Regions from separate parts of the Dromaius novaehollandiae genome. Here region 1 is linked to region 2. Evidence: chromatin contacts called from public Hi-C data. All regions are on one chromosome and are shown on one strand. The core of a region is the stretch at or near the end of the contact, and the rest is flanking DNA. Distances in the headings are between cores, read along the strand shown. Region 1 overlaps CACNA1D (calcium voltage-gated channel subunit alpha1 D). Region 2 holds the start of TMEM40 (transmembrane protein 40).

Region 1 (3,377 bases), core at 149-2,648, 230 kb before region 2:
AGTACTACTATATCTCCTGTGCATCACTAGGCAGTAATGACAGGAAAGTTTCCTTAGATCTCTAAGCAAAAAATTGGGACATAAATTCTTGGTTGGCCATATTACTGCCACTTCATGTCACTGCAAAACATAAGCCGATAGAGGGAGAGAGAGAATTCATCTATTAAAGCATGTAATTTACTGTGCACAGGGTCTGCTGCTGGAAGGTTATGCTCACACTGTATGTAGAACCATCATCCAGACATCCTAGATTCATTTATTCAGAGTAACATAACGCTGAAAATGTACTCAGATGAATACATTATTGATCACCAGATGTACAGAAGAGGTTTCACATAGTAGTAACCATACCAGCCAACAAGTTAGCAGAATCAAATGCAAGTTCTCCAACCACTTGAACTGTAGTGTGTACCACAGAGATGTTGTATAGAGGCACACAAAGTAATACTGCATCTTTAATTACTGGAGATTTATATACATCATTGTTACCTCTTCTATTAGAAGGAATTAAAAAAAAAATCACAGGCTGAACACCACTGAATTATTTCTACAGCAAAGCCATTGATTCTAGCAGAAATTTTGCTTGCACAAGGAAGACCAGGTTCTTGATGAGGAAATGCGAACTGTTATTACCTAGCTTCAGTTACTTCTATATGATTGGTTAACAATCAACAAAATGTATATTGTACAGCTCCAGCACAAACTCTGTGGCAGAGTCTGTATAGCATTACTGTGCCACAGGGTGCACATGAAGGCAATGGAATCATCTGGGGAAACAGCATGATGTGGGAACAGTTTGACCAGGGTGGTAACAGAGCAACAAAACAGAGATCTAATGTTTCAGACTGTAATCATACCTTCACACTAAGATGGACTGATTAGAGACCTGTTTGACTTAAGACACTGGACTTAGAGAAAGAACAAGCAGTTTTCAGGGCAAGACTATACCCCATATACCTCCAACCCTACCACCGTGATGGGCACTTGTCAACTAAGTTGTGGAAATTGATGTGGTTTGTTACCTGCCAGGAGCTCATCAGCACCTCACAGGACCAATCCCTCAGAAACCTTAGTGCAATGAGTACAAACAGGACATGAAATAAAATCAGTTCCCTTCAAGCTCTTACTAGAGAGCATTGAAATACTGCCATTGAGTTGAGTCATCTCTGTTAAGAGGAGTACTGTTGCATACAGTCAAAAGTGTTTTCCCAATTATTTGTCAGTATATTTGATTCAGCAAGGATACTATTTCCTTTTCTCATGTCTGTGTGTGTGTTTGAGTTTTATTTTTACCAGCCACAAAACAATCAAAAGAACCTGCTTTAGATCATAACCTGCTGAGTTCTACAGCTGAATTCCATTTCCTCTTTTTCAATGTATACTCTGTTTATTCATGTGAGGTAGTTAGTTTTTTTTTTTTTTTGACTAAGCCTTTCCTCACTTGCAAAAAAGGAATGCTGTCAAAACATGTTCATTTCCTTCTTGCTGAAAGACTACAGATGACAGTTCACTGCCATTTTCTATTTTGTGCGGCATTATTTAAATGTCTTTTTCTACAATTTTTTTCATGTATACTATAGACAACAGTTCTTAGGTATATAAGCTTACCTGTGCTAATATATTTTACATTACATTGATGGATATTGTTGGTGAGATTAGCATGGATGAGTATGTGCTCTCAGCTTTTAGATTCATTACATATGTATACTGCAAATAATATTGTGAGAATGAAATGGAAAAATTAACATTCTCTTAGTAACCAACAAGACTTATATGTAGGAGGATGTATATAAGGACATGTCAAGGCTTATGCTTTGGTGTCCTTTAGCAAGGAAGTAGATTCAACTTACAGAGATTTATTAAAGCATGTTTGAAAGATCTTATTTGCTCCCATGGCTACCTGAAGTAGTATTAATGCTTTCAGCAGAAAATGCTGTCAGTGGAAACCAGCCTCTAATGATAAGGACTATCTTGAGGAATAGATTATCATGCATCATTAAAGGCATGTCTCTTGATAAGTAAGTTATGAAGTTTTATCATTTATTATTTTCTCTGTTCACAGTAAGACAGTTTAATGCATACTGAATTACTGATTCATTTATTTTAACTTTCAAAACACTTTAAAAGGTACTTTCAAGGTTGGTGACTATTTCTGAATTCCTGTCCCTTACTTTTTAGGGATAACCTCTAACTTTCTAATTTCTAAGCTAACTTCCTAAGTTAATTCAGCTGACCATCCTTTGTACTGATGGTGATGACACACACTGATCTTTTATCTTGGCATATTTTGAGACCTGCTGTCAGGTCCCAGTTTCTGTTCCCAGTATTTTGGGAGCTTGGAGAATATAGGTCCAGTACATGCCTGGCAGACAAGCACTGGAGCAGGTTGCCCAGAGAGGTTGTGGAGTCTCCACCCTTGGAGATAATTCAAAACCAGAGTGGACATACTCCTGGGCACCTTCTCTAGGTGACCGTGCTTGACCATGGTGGGGGTTGACTAGATGATCTCCAGAGGCTCTTTCCAACCCCAACTATTCTATTTGTGATCAGCTAACAGTTACAGGTGTCCAGCTAGATTTCTAAGGAATACACGAATATACTGTGCTAAAAGAAATTGCTAACATGGATGTTTCGGATCACATTTCCAAATACACTTCTGGAACTGGATCTAGAGCCAGTTTTTTCTGGTGTGTTTAGGGAAGAGTTGTCACCTCTGTTCTCAGCCCAGAGGTGCAGCCTTCTCCAGAACTCTCTGTTAAAGTTGGACCAAGAGCCATCACTACAGCCCTTTCCGAGAGCCGTATCTAGAGTCATTTCTGGAGCCCCTTCCTGGAGCTGGATCTTAGGTCAAATTTCCAGCCAATTCTAAGAGCCCTTTCCCAGAGCTGGACTACAGCAAATTCTTGAGCCATTTTTTTGATGTGGATCTAGAGTTGATTGCTCAGTCACTTTTTGGAGATGGATCTAGAGCGCTCTCTCAAGCCCTTTCCTATAGCCATTTCTGGAGCTCCTTTTATAAAGGCCTTTTCTAGAACTGTATCCAGACCCTTTCTGGGTGACTATCTCCAGAGCCCTTTCAGTAGAGCTGCAACTAGAGCCATTTCTGGAGATAGGCCCCATGTCTGGAGCTGAATCTAGAGTATCTCTAGAGCCCACTCCTTCACCCTTGAGTCTATAGAGACTATAGTCAATTCAACAGACTGTTTCTAGAGACCATTTTCCAGAGGTTCTTTTTTCCTTTTTCCAGAACTGTGTCCAGAGCCAGTAATGAACATCCATTTTCTAGATGCCTTCCTCCTCTAGAGCAGTACTGATCACATTTTTTGGACCCCCTCCCCCAATTATTTTTCCCGTAGAGCTGGTCTAGAGCTCTCTAG
Region 2 (3,380 bases), core at 587-3,086:
ATACATTTGCCTGATGTACTTATGCGTCCCTGTGTGATAGCTCTGGTTGCAGGTTTTATCCTAGACTAGACCATGAGAGGTCCAGGGGTGGCCAACGTCTGCTGCAGGCTCCCTTTCTGTGCCTCCAGCACAACTCGGCCAAGTCACTCATCAAGCGTTAAGTAACTAAGGAAGTTAGGTACCTCATTTCATCAGATTTGGATAATTAATTCCCCTACGGTTCTTCTGGAAAGAGAATCAGCTCTAAACAAAGGGCAACTTACATTACTCTGTGTTTTAAATGTATTACGTTACTGTATGTTTTAAAAACAATGTAGTTGATTATAGATAATAACGAGAGAAGGATGATGCTACACCAGCACTTCAGCCGGGCCATGAGCTCACTGCGGAGGGACAAGAGCAGACCTCAGCCTGCTTTGCCCAGCGTAAATCAGTACATAACTGCAGTGAGGTCTTTTCAGCATGCTAGAAAAAAGTTCATATACAGATTTGGACTTCTCCTAGGTTTTTAGAAAGTGAGGCTAGTACCTGCCACATGAGACAACTTCTGCTTAGTTGTGGAAATATTACTGGGGGAAATTCTTCAGTGGGATAGCAAACAATTAAAATAAAACAAGGTTGTTTTGACTTCAAGACAAAAAAGTGGGCTAATTCTAAACCTTTTTCCTTTGACATTGTCCAAATATAACTTTTATCTTTGATTTTTAATTAGGTACTGATACCAAATCTTGCTGAATTTTATTAAAAAAAAAAAAAAGTAAGTCCCTCCCCTGCCCTCTCTCAGACCAAACCGAATGAGCCTTTTAAAACACACCTTTAGGTCTGTGTTTGATCTTAATGGCTGGCTCCAGAAAAAGCTGTCCTTGAGGGCTGGAGCTTCTCTCAGAAAACAAAACCTCGCTCACTGCAGCTCAGTTTGAAATCGTCCTCCGGTTCCCTCAGGCAATGCCACTAAGGAAATCATTCTGCTGTTGTCTGCCCTGCTCCCTGCCACCAAACACAGGTGACATGGGACAGAGCGGCAAACTCAGACACCATACTGCTACAGAGTCCTTGAAAATAGGCGGGAAGGCAGGAAAACGAGTGCGTGTCCATGCTGGGAGGGCAGGAAACCGGCGCCAGCCCGCCCGCCCCCGCCGCACCGCTCGTTTTTCCTTCCTTTCCAACCCGAACGAGCAAGCCAAGACGCAAGCCGCCACGCTGTGCCGCAGTTTGCCGGCCTCTGCGGATCTCGGGCATCTCGGCACACGTCCTCCGGCCGCCCTGCCAAAGCGATCGCAGCGCGCCCCGCGCAGCGACAGCCACGGCTGGAAGTGGTTGCGTTTGCGTTCCTACTTACGGGCCGTGCGCTGGCCTGCGTCGCCGCTCCGGAGCTCTGGAGGAGGAAAACGAACTCCTCAGAAGCCAAAAGCCCCCCTGTCACCGCCTGGGGAAAGCGACGGCAAACAAGTCTGTCGCTGTGGGAAACGGGGAGGGGTTGCTAGAAGGATTTTGTGTATTAAAAAAGAAAAAGAGAGAGAAAGAGAAACATCTGTAAAAGATTCAGAAGAGAGGTCAAAAGAGCTGAGAGGTAGCACTGAAATCCTGAATGTTGTCGCCGTAACCACGATTAGGGTTAGTACAGCAGCGCGATGCCTCAAGGAGCAGTAAGAAACGTACGCGGAGGGTACGAGAGCTCGGAAGCAGCCCCGAGGCCCCCGGAGGCAGGAGACAGGCCTCACCTGTGCCGCGGGGCCGCGGGGCCGGTGCCGCCGGCGTTGGCGCGAGGTGGGCGGAGGGCGGCCTGCCGCCGCGGCCAGCCTCCCCGCACGCTCGGCCCCGGGCCGCCAGCCTGACTCACAGGAAAACCCGGGGTTTGGTTTCATCATTTTGGCTGCCAACGCCACGTGATGTCAGCTGTGTGTGGCAATGGGGAGTTTCATGTTTTCCCTGGGCCGGAGCTCTCCAGAAAGGCGTCACCGGGCCTGATCCAGGCAGCCCAGGGAGCCCATGGAGGGACACCGCCATTTTGGGGCTGGGTTGGGCACTAATGGCCTCCCTGCGGCCTCCCCACTGTGCCCGGCCCCATGGCAGCCCAGCCCGGGGGAGCAGCCCCATGAAGCCGCAGCAGTGCCAAGCACCTGCCCCGCCACAGGCCCCATCAGTCCCCGCTTTCCAGCTCAGCATCACCCCCACAGACGTGTCCGACCTGGGCGATGGTGGAGCCCAGCCGCCCTCTCCCTCGGGGCGGTGGTGCCCGGCCACAAGGGAGCATGGGGATGTGGAAAACGCGTGGCCGCAGCCATCTGTGGGTTACAGGTGTGCTTAGCCGGTGCCCGGCAGGACACACTGGAAAAGGTGGTGCCCCTTTGCCCCACGTCGGGTAGCTGCGGGCTCCTGCGTAGCGAGGGGGCATAGCCACACCTCTGGGGCAAAGGCCTTTACACCACCCTGCTCGAGCGATAAGCTTGAGAACAGCACAGTCTGGTGCTAAGGGGCCTGTTTTGTTTGTAAGTACCTGGGACGTGAACGAGGTGGAGCCGAGTTTACTGATTAGGCTGCCGGGAATGAGCCCAAGGAGGGCAGCGTGCCACCTTGGCCGTCTCCAGCCAGGTTGTCCACCCTGCTCGGGCCAGCCCTCAGCCCCGGCGGGAGAGCCCTGCCCCGCTCCCCAGCAGCCCCCTCCGGCATTACCTGCTCAGTCCAAACCCCTGAATCAGCTGAGGCAAAGGAAATACTTGTGTTTCTAACCAAACCTCCCCGGCCTAGCACCCGTTTTCGCTGTGACGGATGGGCCTCTCGGGGCTCTCCACGCAGTCTGCAACGCATCCCTGCCTGCACCTTTTCCAGCTACAGAAGTTTGCTGGGTTTCCTGGCTGGAAATCAGGTGTGTTTTCCTGGGGAGGCATGTAATTTAAGTGAGTGGGTGCAAACCCTCCATTCGTTAAAATGTTAAGTGTCATTCGTTGTGCATTGTCTGCTTGCTCTTAGAAAGCAACAGGGAGCAGCCCAAGCTGGATCCAGCCTCCCATCCCTGGTTAGCCTTAGGGAACCATGGTAAAGGGCCCATTTTATCTCTGCCCTTTCACAGCAATCTCTTTCACTACCAGCAGGTCTAATAACAGCCCTTTCAGTTCTGATAATAGCAAATACCAGAGTTCAGGTTGAATAATCCTGAAGGGTAAAAGTCTTCCAGATCCTGGAGTCGTTCGCAGGCAATAGCCCGCGCGCTAGTGAATGCCGTTTGCTTTCATCTAGTGAATGCCGTTTGCTTTCATCGACCAACGCCATTTGCTTTCACACCTGACTGACTATGCGGTACTGCGAGCCGTGGCTCTGGGCAGGCCGGCCATCACCCAGCCTGGGCCCCACACGCGTGTGCCCGTTGGCCAGTCAGCAGC

The links. Hi-C and Micro-C count contacts between places; a contact is called where the count stands out from the background.
Region 1: a contact with region 2 is called in a Hi-C map of ovary, with 4 times the contacts expected there. The contact joins the enhancer-like site here to the promoter of TMEM40 in region 2. A contact is called at or near these places in 2 of 4 Hi-C or Micro-C datasets (brain and ovary).

Annotation. Positions count from the first base shown.
Region 1 is chr12:10,134,027-10,137,403 of bDroNov1.hap1, reverse strand. All of the region lies in intron 8 of CACNA1D (calcium voltage-gated channel subunit alpha1 D), which reads right to left. Among named protein-coding and RNA genes, the nearest start is that of CACNA1D, 97 kb to the right of the region's middle. Within about 2 kb of position 1,398, at least 1 of the 2 cell types and tissues checked has open chromatin away from gene starts, as enhancers often do.
Region 2 is chr12:9,903,175-9,906,554 of bDroNov1.hap1, reverse strand. It overlaps TMEM40 (transmembrane protein 40), which reads right to left and starts at 1,836. Exons shown (of 12, transcript XM_064518901.1): 1 at 1,722-1,836; 2 at 1,340-1,426.